3 separate regions of the Mus musculus genome follow, and all the other regions are linked to region 3. A link is a contact called in public promoter capture Hi-C data. All regions are on one chromosome and are shown on one strand. Each heading gives the region's core, a stretch centred on a gene start, on an enhancer-like site or on the middle of the called end of the contact. The rest is flanking DNA. Distances are from core to core; before and after follow the strand shown. Region 1 holds the start of Chrm2 (cholinergic receptor, muscarinic 2, cardiac). Region 2 holds the start of Dgki (diacylglycerol kinase, iota). Region 3 holds the start of 1700065J11Rik (RIKEN cDNA 1700065J11 gene).

Evidence for each region. Promoter capture Hi-C pulls out the DNA fragments that hold promoters and counts their contacts.
Region 1: a promoter capture Hi-C map of liver shows a contact between it and region 3, with 4 times the contacts expected there. The contact joins the promoter of Chrm2 here to the promoter of 1700065J11Rik in region 3. A contact is called at or near these places in 9 of 39 promoter capture datasets (cranial neural crest, embryonic stem cells, frontonasal cranial neural crest and 5 more) and 1 of 115 datasets of contacts at active chromatin or transcription factors (differentiating embryonic stem cells).
Region 2: a promoter capture Hi-C map of embryonic stem cells shows a contact between it and region 3, with 5 times the contacts expected there. The contact joins the promoter of Dgki here to the promoter of 1700065J11Rik in region 3. A contact is called at or near these places in 5 of 39 promoter capture datasets (the 3T3-L1 cell line, cranial neural crest, embryonic stem cells and 2 more).

The regions. Positions count from the first base shown.
Region 1 is chr6:36,386,201-36,389,453 of GRCm38.p6, forward strand. It overlaps Chrm2 (cholinergic receptor, muscarinic 2, cardiac), which reads left to right and starts at 1,884. Exons shown (of 3, transcript NM_203491.3): 1 at 1,884-2,166; 2 at 2,404-2,551. It overlaps 9330158H04Rik (RIKEN cDNA 9330158H04 gene), which reads right to left and starts at 2,034. Exons shown (of 6, transcript NR_015589.1): 1 at 1,956-2,034; 2 at 1,463-1,756.
Region 2 is chr6:37,298,211-37,301,441 of GRCm38.p6, forward strand. Dgki (diacylglycerol kinase, iota) reads right to left here and starts at 1,766. Exons shown (of 34, transcript NM_001081206.2): 1 at 1,353-1,766. The coding sequence starts at 1,738.
Region 3 is chr6:35,328,957-35,332,211 of GRCm38.p6, forward strand. It overlaps 1700065J11Rik (RIKEN cDNA 1700065J11 gene), which reads left to right and starts at 1,890. Exons shown (of 3, transcript NR_040526.1): 1 at 1,890-1,926.

The DNA of each region.
Region 1 (3,253 bases), core at 634-3,133, 1.1 Mb after region 3:
GACGTAAGAAAGTGGGCACTTTTGAGGCTTGCTTGCTGAGAGTGTCACTTCTGTTTCTAGCTCCTAGGAAAATCCTGATGGTTGTGAGCCTTTGCTGGCTATTTACTTACTTCCCAGTTTAAAATAGGTAGCTCCTTTTAGGAAGAACAGAGTCATAATGGGAAGCAAAAACAGAACCAGAGTCCAGGTTACTAAATGCTTGGGTTTTCTTTGTTGCTTGTCAGGAGCTTCTTCTTCTTTTTGTTGTTGTTCAGTTTCAGTGTGTGTGTGTGTGTGTGTGTGTGTGTGTGTGTGTGTGTGTGTGTGAGTGTGTGTGCACAACCATGCAAGCATGCACAAGTGCATTCACAAAAACCTCAGGCATGTTATGACAATGTGAATTTCTGAAGGCGTCTTAGAGATAGGAGCAGATAGAATGTTTGTGAACTTACGTTCTGTAGTACCCAACAGAGAAGGGGGGAAAATGAAAATAAGAATCAGCTGCTTACTGACTGAAACCTAGTTCTGGGGTAGATTGAGGGCGATAATGTTCAGAACTGCCTTTCTCAAACAAGACTAAAATGCCTGCGTGGGACTCAGAGGGCAACGACATACCCTTACCATCCTTTACACCAGGATGGCTTTTATCCAGCAAAATTGAATCTGTGTCAGTCCTACTTAGGCATAGCTGTAGGATTTTCATTCACCAATGAATTTATATTAGTGTATAATTTATAGTGTTGATGGTCAGCCTCTCTACAAGAGCTTCATGTGGGTATTTATTCTCAAAGATGAGAAACTCAGAAAGAAAAGGAACCGTGGTTTCATTATTCTGTGTGCTCTTTAACACCCAGCCAAGGACAGGGCAACACGAACTGAGCTGAATTCCATTGAGCATAATAAATAGCAATTTCTCTGTCTCTGCGATCAAAAAAGAGATAGGTCCTGTTCTTTGTTACTTAGTTTAAGGTTCCAATGACTCCTTCTTTAATTCTATTTGGCAATGAAAGCCTCATTCGGTAGCACATATTTATGTCATCAGATACAATATACATCATCAAGAGCAATTGTCCTCAACGACACCTTAGAATAATCACATTATGATATTATCAAATAAGTTCCATACTTTCAAACAATGGGTATAAATCTGGGAAAGAATTTCTCATTAAAATAAATGAAGGCAAAAATTAGTCCATGCTCTGAACACAGGAAGTTCACATCTTTTATTTTCCTCGATAGACAGCAAAATCCCACCTCACCAACACCTCACTAGTACACTCTCTTAACTACTACTCCCCATTAACTGATGGAACACACAGGCATCGACCTGTTTGGGAAGAAAGAAAAAAAAACAGCAAAGACAGATAAATATCTGTTTCTTTCTAATACATTAGTTAGCATCAAAGAAAGAAATAAACAATCTGAACAATTCTCCATGACTATATATTTAGTACAAAGTACATTTATTCTAACATTTCCCCACCTGGAAACACGGGGCATAAGTATCTTCTGCAATCAACAAGCCTTCTTCCCAATGTGCCCTGTCACCTTTGTAGCAACCTGGCACCTGCTGACATGGGACCTAGGGGTGGTGGTGGTGGTGATTGCAAAGGTTGTGGTGTAGAAATTGCAGACCGAGAACTGGGCTCCGGGGTCGGACATGGAGAGATGCAGAAAAGAGCTGAGAGAGAAAGCTGTCATATTTGCACCGAAGAACCGCCAAATCAGAGCGCAGAGAAGATTTCATTGGCGGAGCCCCCTTCAACGGCAACTAATCCTGTCAGAACGAAAGAAAATTGTAAATGCTCTCTCCAGAAACTGTCCGCCCATTGCAGCTAATCGAACACAAACGCACAAATAGAGGCACCACTCTCGCTCTGCTGCTACACACAGCGGGTGAGGGCGAGGAGACCAGTTCCCGGGAGCAGGCACGCGGGGGCACAGACACACTCATTCGCACACACGCACACACGCACACGCCAGCCTGCGGGCTTGGCCAGAGCCCTGAAGTCGCAGATCCCACTTGGAAATCGCCAGAGGCACTGGGAGAAGTGGAGGAGCGCAGCTCCCAGACACTAATTACTACTTCCCCGGCACTAGGGTGAAGAAATGAAGCCCGCCCAGCTCTTCTCCACACCCAGGTCTCCTTTCTGTTTCGGTGTTAACTGTCATCTTCCTGAAAGCCAGGTTTGAAAGTCTTATTTGCCTGTGTTTTGGGGGTGTGATGCTCAAGGCGGCAGACAGATGTAATTTAACTCCAGTCCGAATTGTCTAATTGGGGTCCCAGATTAGCCGAGTGATACGACCCATGTGAAATGCCCCGCAGCCTTCTCTGAGCCTTGGGGTCCGCAGTCTCCCCGCCTCCCTTGCCCCACCCGTCTAAGTGCGGTGGCGACAACTAATCTTTCGCTTTTCTCTCGCAAGATCCAGGGAGAAGGCAAGCGGGCAACCAGCTGAGGACTCCGAGCTGTGCCGCTCGCTCCCAAACCGGTCCAACCTGAGCCCGCCAAAGGCTCCTCGCTCCAGCCAGACTCCACCAGATCGCAGCCCCGGGCGACTAAGTCAGTGACAGGTAAAGACTCTGCTATACCATGGTTCTCTAATTGTCCATATCAAGGGCCCTGGTACCTCGCAGCTCCTCCCCATCACCCGACCCTGGCCGCAGAGGGTCTGGGTTTGCAAGAATTGTTTGGTGGTCCCTGACACGTGCAGGTTTTCCAATGGAAACTTTGGCATCTGGGGCTTGCTGGAGAGGACACGTACCTTGGCGGGTCTGAAAGAAGGAGGGGTTTCAAAGCTGGGGCGGGGGAAACCATTGGGATAGCTAAGTCCAGTGGAATGTGGCAAAAAGCAGCCTGTGAGCGCCGATACTCCAGTATGGCTGTCTTTGAGCTTGGCACCCCCTCACCCTCGCTACCACACTCTGGTCCTCTTCATCCCCCCGCCCCCCAACTCCAGATGCTGCCGTGGGAAAGGCAAGTAGAGCTCAGTCTCTCCTGCCGCTCACCCATCCCCCTTAAGCTCCCCTTATACCCTAGGGTCTGGGCACATTGCATTTAGGGTGGAGGCCCCTCTCGCCACCACTCCACGCTGTCCCCTGACTCCGCCTTGGGAGAGAGCCTTCTGGTGAGGACGACAGGTTTAGTGCTGTTGTTCCCGGACCTTGGCAGGGGAACAAGGTTGGGGAAGGTTTCCAGGAGGAGAGAGAAGGGAGTCCTCTGCAAGCCTATTTTCCTCCGCTGGCGCGCGCAAGGTTGATTGTCCACTGTGGCTG
Region 2 (3,231 bases), core at 516-3,015, 2.0 Mb after region 3:
CCCCTCTGCGCACAGAGAGCAAAATGCAAGCAAGGGATGGATGCAGCAGCAACCACCTGGCTACGGATGGAGACCATTTAGGAATCAGCAGAAACCGGCATTTAGACACAGAGCACATGCCCTGATGACAGGGCCTCCAGTCCAGGCAATGCCTGTGGGGATTCCAGTGATTCACACACCTGCCCCCATAAACAGAGCACACCCTCGCAACCCACACACCTCTGTCATCTGCTTTTGCTTACATAACAGCACATGGTGTGACAGGCTTAATACTTTAGATGGTTTTTCTAGAAGAGAATGCTAACCCAAAAGGAGGAGGGCTCCAAAGATGCTTTCCTTGACCCGCCCCCCCCCCCTTTCCAAGTATCACTCTGAGACCCAGCAAGACTCTGCTTATGGCCTCAACTTTTAAAAATCACCAGTGAGGGTGGTCTCGGCGCCGTCTCTCGTGCCTGGGAATGGGAGAGCAGTGTAAGGAACCTATGAAATCTTCCCTTTGGTTTGGATCCTCACACAATTGGGGCTTCATAAAGCGTAATTGGGTGGACGTTCACCGTACACTGTCCTAGTGTCAAAGACACATCCAGCCTCAGGTGCCAGTGTGATCTCTTCTCACCAGCACTGGGACGGGGGGTGGGGGTGGGGTGGGGGCAGGGGGTTGGGGGGAGGTAAGCCTGGGAGTAGGCTGTCCACACTGAGAGAGGGAGAGAACACACAGGCATGTAACACCAACACCCACTGACATACTTACATACCTACAAGAAGAGACCCATAGCTCACTAGTCTTTAACAGACAAGAACGTCCCATAAGGATTTCTGTTCTGTATGGCTTATTCTTTGCTGCCTGTCAGAACAGATCTCAGCGATCCGGTTAGTGCCCAAGGCTCACCCAGTGAACTCGGCAAGGATGGGGGAGTGTGGAGATGACACTAGCCTAGGGACAACTTTGGCAACTCTTCTAACTGGGCATGTCTGGGTTTGCACCCCATACACTCACAGATGTGGTTTTGATCTTGTTCTGACCTTAGTGTTCTCTTCTGTTACAAGTGCACCCCTCCCTGGGTGTTACAGGGAGAAGAAGCTGGGGCACCCCACTTCTTCTCTTCAACCCAGAATTAGAGGATGAGAACAACATATCCCCAGGAGAGAGAGACAGATAGACAGACATACATAGAAGCAAAACCACGGAGGTACGAAGGTTGAAGAGAGAGAGAGAGAGAGAGAGAGAGAGAGAGAGAGAGAGAGAGAGAGAGAGAGAGACTGAACCCCAACTCTACAGAAGTGCCTCTCTGGAGCTAGAGCAAGTGTCCCCCGCCCTGGGCGGCACCTGTCTCGCTAGCTCCCGCGCCTACCTGTAAGAGACCTGCTTCCGGAAAGTTAAGTCCCTCAGCTTCTCCTCCAGCGCCTCTTCCTTCTCTTTCTGTCCGGCGGCCGCGGGCTCCTCCAAGGCAGCAGCAGCCGCTGCCCCTGCACCCCGCGGGTCCGCGCCGCCCTCGGCGCCCAGGCAGCAGCTCCCGGCGCCGCTTCCGCTGCTGCTGCTGCCACCCGTCGCCCCTCTCTCCTCTCCCGCCGAGGAGCTGGGGTTCATGGCGACCGCTCCGGCGGCCGCGAAAGAAGCCGAGGTGGTGCCGCTGCAGAGGCCGGTCGGGCTGAGGGCGCTGGAGGCGGCGGGAGCGCGGGCAGGTCCGCGCGCCGCTGGCAGGGGCAGCAAATGGCAGCCCCTTCCCGCAGCATCCATCCGCGGCTGCACCGCACCGGGGCATTGTGGGAAACTCCGTGCCTCCACTCCCCCTCCCCAACCAATCAGAGGCCACCTCTCTCCGCCTCCCCTCGGCCTCGCCCGACCAGCCGGCTCCCTCCAATTCTCCCACCCCTTCTCCTTTTTCTAAATCCAGAGCAAAAGCCGGGACTGAACTTGAACTCTGCCTGCAGGCAATGGATCGCAGTGGAGGAGAGAGGGAAAGGGTGGGAGCCGCGGGGCTTAGGACGCTGGGGACAAACACTGGTCATCAAGAAAGGAGAGTGCCCAGGGAAACTTGGAGGCAAGCCGGGTTGCCGCGCCCTGGTTAGCGCACAAGGGAAGCGGACCCGGACCCAGGAGCTACTCAGCACTGATGAGCTGCTGGGCACATCTCAGTCCAGTCCACTGATGACAGATGCCCGAGGCAGCATTTTGTCCGTCACCTTCTTGCAGCATCAGAGCTGGCGCCAAGCAGTAACCTCCAGACGTGGGGGACCTTTGGAGGCCGGGGTGGTGGGGTGTATCTGGAGGAACCTTGGGAGGAATTTTTTAACCATGTGAATTATGGAAGGGGCTAGATTTAAGCTCCCGCTTCTTCTTCTCAAGGAGAGGGTCGGTCGGGACATCTTCACCCATGAACGCCCGCGCCTAGATCCTTGCTTGGTGCCTTCTAAAAGCTTAAAGATGCTCCCTAAACAGCTGTTAATTAGATTGAATCGGATCACAGGATCCTCGGTGAAGCAGAAGGCTGAGAGCAGAAGTGGGGACCCGAGCGCCTCGTGCTGTGGGTTCCTATGCTAAGGGTTCACAAGAAGAGGACAGGAGGAGCTAGCCCAGGAAGGGGCTTCTACCGGTTCAGACACCAAGGCTGAAACCTAATGCGCTGGAGGAATGTAATGTCTGCTCTCTCAGTTTTTTGTTTCTAAGACTATTGAAATCTGTGCGGTTTGAACGATGGGCAACGAAGTGTTTAAGACAGATCATTTTCTAAATTAGATGTTTTTCACCCAGGAAATCTCTGCTGTCAGGAAACGCGAGAAAGATCTATGCTCAACAGTAAGTGCAAGTAACCAAACTACCTATGTAGATGTATGTGCTAGTAAAGATGGCCTTCTTTTGCCCTAAAATTAGGAGGTTGAGCAAAGGAATCTCAAGCCTCGCCCAGCTCTCACGGTGTGCAGTTCCCCTCACATGTACATTATATAAGACAGGGCAGGGACTTTTTCAGGGAGAAAGGGAAAAAGACTACCTGTTGGGGATCAGCACTACACACACACACACACACACACACACACACACACACACATACACACATACACACACATACATGCATACACACACATACATGCATACACACACACATACACACACACACACACACACACACACACACACACACACACACACACACACACACACATCTGGATTTCCCTAACATCTTTCAAGTGACTTTCTTCACACCCAGGCTAGTTAGTGGAGGAGGTTAATCA
Region 3 (3,255 bases), core at 640-3,139:
ATAGACACAATAAGAAACAGGCTCAGAGGGGTCAAAAAAATCTACCGAAGGTCACTCTGTTAGGAGACCTGGGGCTTCAGCCTGAGCCTATGAGATTATGCATGCAAAATGACTCCTCTAACCGGCCTCACAGCCTTCTGTTTCTAGAACCCTTAAATAGAGGGTTGGTTAATCCGTTCTCAGGGACTGGGGAGAAAACCTAGTTTGCCTGCCAATTTCTCTGATGAACATACTCCCACTAAGGCTGACCTGAAGCTACTAAGTGGTTTAGAAAGCAGCTTTCAAGTTTCTGAAATTCTAACAATGGGCTCTTGGGCATCCTGCATGGTAGGAGCTGACCCAGCACACGATTGCATCTTATGAAGTTAGTTCTCCTGGCTCTGATACTAGCCGGCTTCTGGTGTCATGCTTGCTCATAGAACTTATTTTATAAATCTAAAGGATTGTCCAAAGGACCTTGAGAGAATAGGGCTTCCTTGGATGTTTGCTGATTGGCTCTAAAGCTGGGCAACCTCAGCTCTGATTGGCTCTAAAGCTGGGCAACCTCAGCTCTGATTGGCTCTAAAGCTGGGCAACCTCAGCTCTGATTGGTCTAAAGCTGGGCAACCTCAGCTCTGATTGGCTCTAAAGCTGGGCAACCTCAGCTCTGATTGGCTCTAAAGCTGGGCAACCTCAGCTCTGATTGGCTCTAAAGCTGGGCAACCTCAGCTCTGATTGGCTCTAAAGCTGGGCAACCTCATGTTTTGCGATTTTCCTGCTGTTACTCTTCAGACTCTCTCCTTTCAACTTCCTGTTTATACCTCTTGCCTCCTGATACCCTGACCTAAATGGCAGCCAAAAGGCAAGCGGGTTTGGTGACATGGTCCACGGGAGTCAGACATGCCCAAGGGAATAGACCCATTCAGTCTGTAGGTAAAGTGTTGAATGAATGAGCAAAGGAATGTAGAAAGAAGCCACAGGTTTTGAACAGTGGGAATGCCTGTGTCAGCTTCCAGCCTTCTCTTCTGGCTTGGTACCCAGAATCGCGTCTACTGAATCCTCCCTCCCTGTCTACACAGCCAGCACCTTTGGTCTGGATTCTATTTTAAATCCATAAGTGAGGTAATTTGGTTTGACAACAGAAGCACAGATGGAGTCACAGAGTGCTGGCCTCCAAGGCAGACGACGCATCCATTCATCCCGCTAGGACTGCCATCATCAGTGACTCAGTGATACGTGTAGTCTTGTGTCAGGCCAGGCCAGGCCAGAATGTCCTCCTGCAATGTCCATGTGCGCAGAGTATTCTCTGCCAGGCGCAAGAATCCTTTGGGCAATTCAGCTTCCATGTGTCTGTGAGGCCGGAAGCTCTGCTTGCCAGAGCAGCGTGTCAGTGGAGAAAGGGTTAGGCCCGCTAATGGCGGCACTGACTGAACATGACGGACCGGATCTCTGCCAACTTTGTGGGGTTCACACAGTGCACTTTGGGATCTGTTCCTTATACTCCAAACTGTAAAGAAGAACCGAGGAGAACTCTTGCTTCCATAAAAAATGTGCAAGCTACGGTTCCTTAAAGAACTGTGACTTAGAAAGCAGAAAATATAGCTTAGAAAGCAAATGAAAGTCCCCTGTGTAGTCATGGCTCAGCTTAGATGAGCAGCTATTAAATGTGAGCAAATGTGAAACTGTCATTGTGTTCGTTCACTGAGGTGCTTGTTGTAGTAATTAGCCTACCCAGACTGATAGATTCTGTGTGTGTGTGTCCATCTGTCTGTCTGCGTGTCTGTCTGTCTGTCTTAGATCCTTAGAGGTTAGAGAAGTGGAAGGTGGGGGTTGGTATGGTACCAGAAGGAATATTCTAGAATGGAATGTTGCCTGGAGAGGGTATCTTATTTGCTCACTGGTTACATTGCATAGAAGGAGAAGACGTGGAGCCTTATGGAGGGAGTGGTTAGTATTTTCCTTATCTTCTCCCCTAGAGTCTGGCCTTGAAGGGATTTGAAGGATAGGCATGCACATTTGCTCTGGCTTAGTAAGTAGATGGTCAGCCATGTTCAGGCCCAGTGGGTAGCAGTCTGGGAACAGAAGGGAGCCCAGGGAGGAGTTGGACTCTCCTGCTCCCAGCAGGCTTGGGAGAGGGTGAGTTATGTAAGGAATTTCCTGCTTTGAATCACGATGCCAATAACCACAGCTCAGCAGGTTCGTCTCCTGGCCACTGTCCGTGATTTTCCAAAAACACCTCTGAAAACATTCACATTTGTCCTTAACAGCCCTGGACCAGTTCGTTAGCGAATCTGATTTGGGGTAAGAAACTTACAATGGATTTATTTTCATCCACAATCAAAATGGAAGGGAATCTTCCTTTTCTCCCTTTTGAATTTGGAAACTCTGGGGAGGAATTTTTCCAGTAAGAACAAGAGGTGGGCGGGGGTCGGGAGAGGTCAGAAAAACACTTGAGAGCCCTGGCAGGTATGGGCTGATGTGGGATGGCACTGTCTGGCTGTTTACACAATGTTGTGGCTTTTATGTGCTGAGGATGAGCCCAGCCTAGGGAAAGGACAGTTCCAGACCAGGACTAGCTCTGCCTGCTATTGGGCTGGGAGCCTTGAGTTCAGGGGCTTCCACCAGCTCCTTAGCATCCCAGGGAACCATTTCCTCCCAGACCTTAGTAAAGCCAGGTGGGTGGCATGCCACCTTGAATCCAGAGGTGCACTGGATGGACTGTGGTCCCCAGAAGACATGTGTGGGGTGATGTTTAGGGGAAAATAGTTTCTAAAGCAGGATACAGGGACCTGAGTGCCTTGAGCAAAAGCTCTTTAGCAGCCTCCTCGACATCTCTTTGTTCTCTATTCTTTTCTCCTGAGCCCACAAAAGAGAGATCAGTAGAGAGCAGGGACTAGCTTCCACAGGAGAGGAGTGGAGGAGGAGAAAGATCAAGGGTGAGCCCAGAGGGACTGGGGCAGAACTGGTGCCTCCAGCATCCTGTACAAGGTGTTTTGATTGCAGTCTGCCGACCTCACCTTAGGAGATATATTAGGTATTTTTTCCCCAGCTGTGACCAAATACCCAACAAGAAGCAACTTAAAGAAGGAAGGTCTTGGTTTGGTTTATTATGGCCAGGAAGGCATGATGGCAGGGGGTGTGGCTGGTCACAGGCACTGACAATCAAGAAGCAGAGAGATGAATATTGGCCTCATTAGTTGTTTTCCTTTTTAGATTTATTTATTTATATGTGTGAGTGTTTTCCTGCACTCACGCACACACACAGCACATGCCACG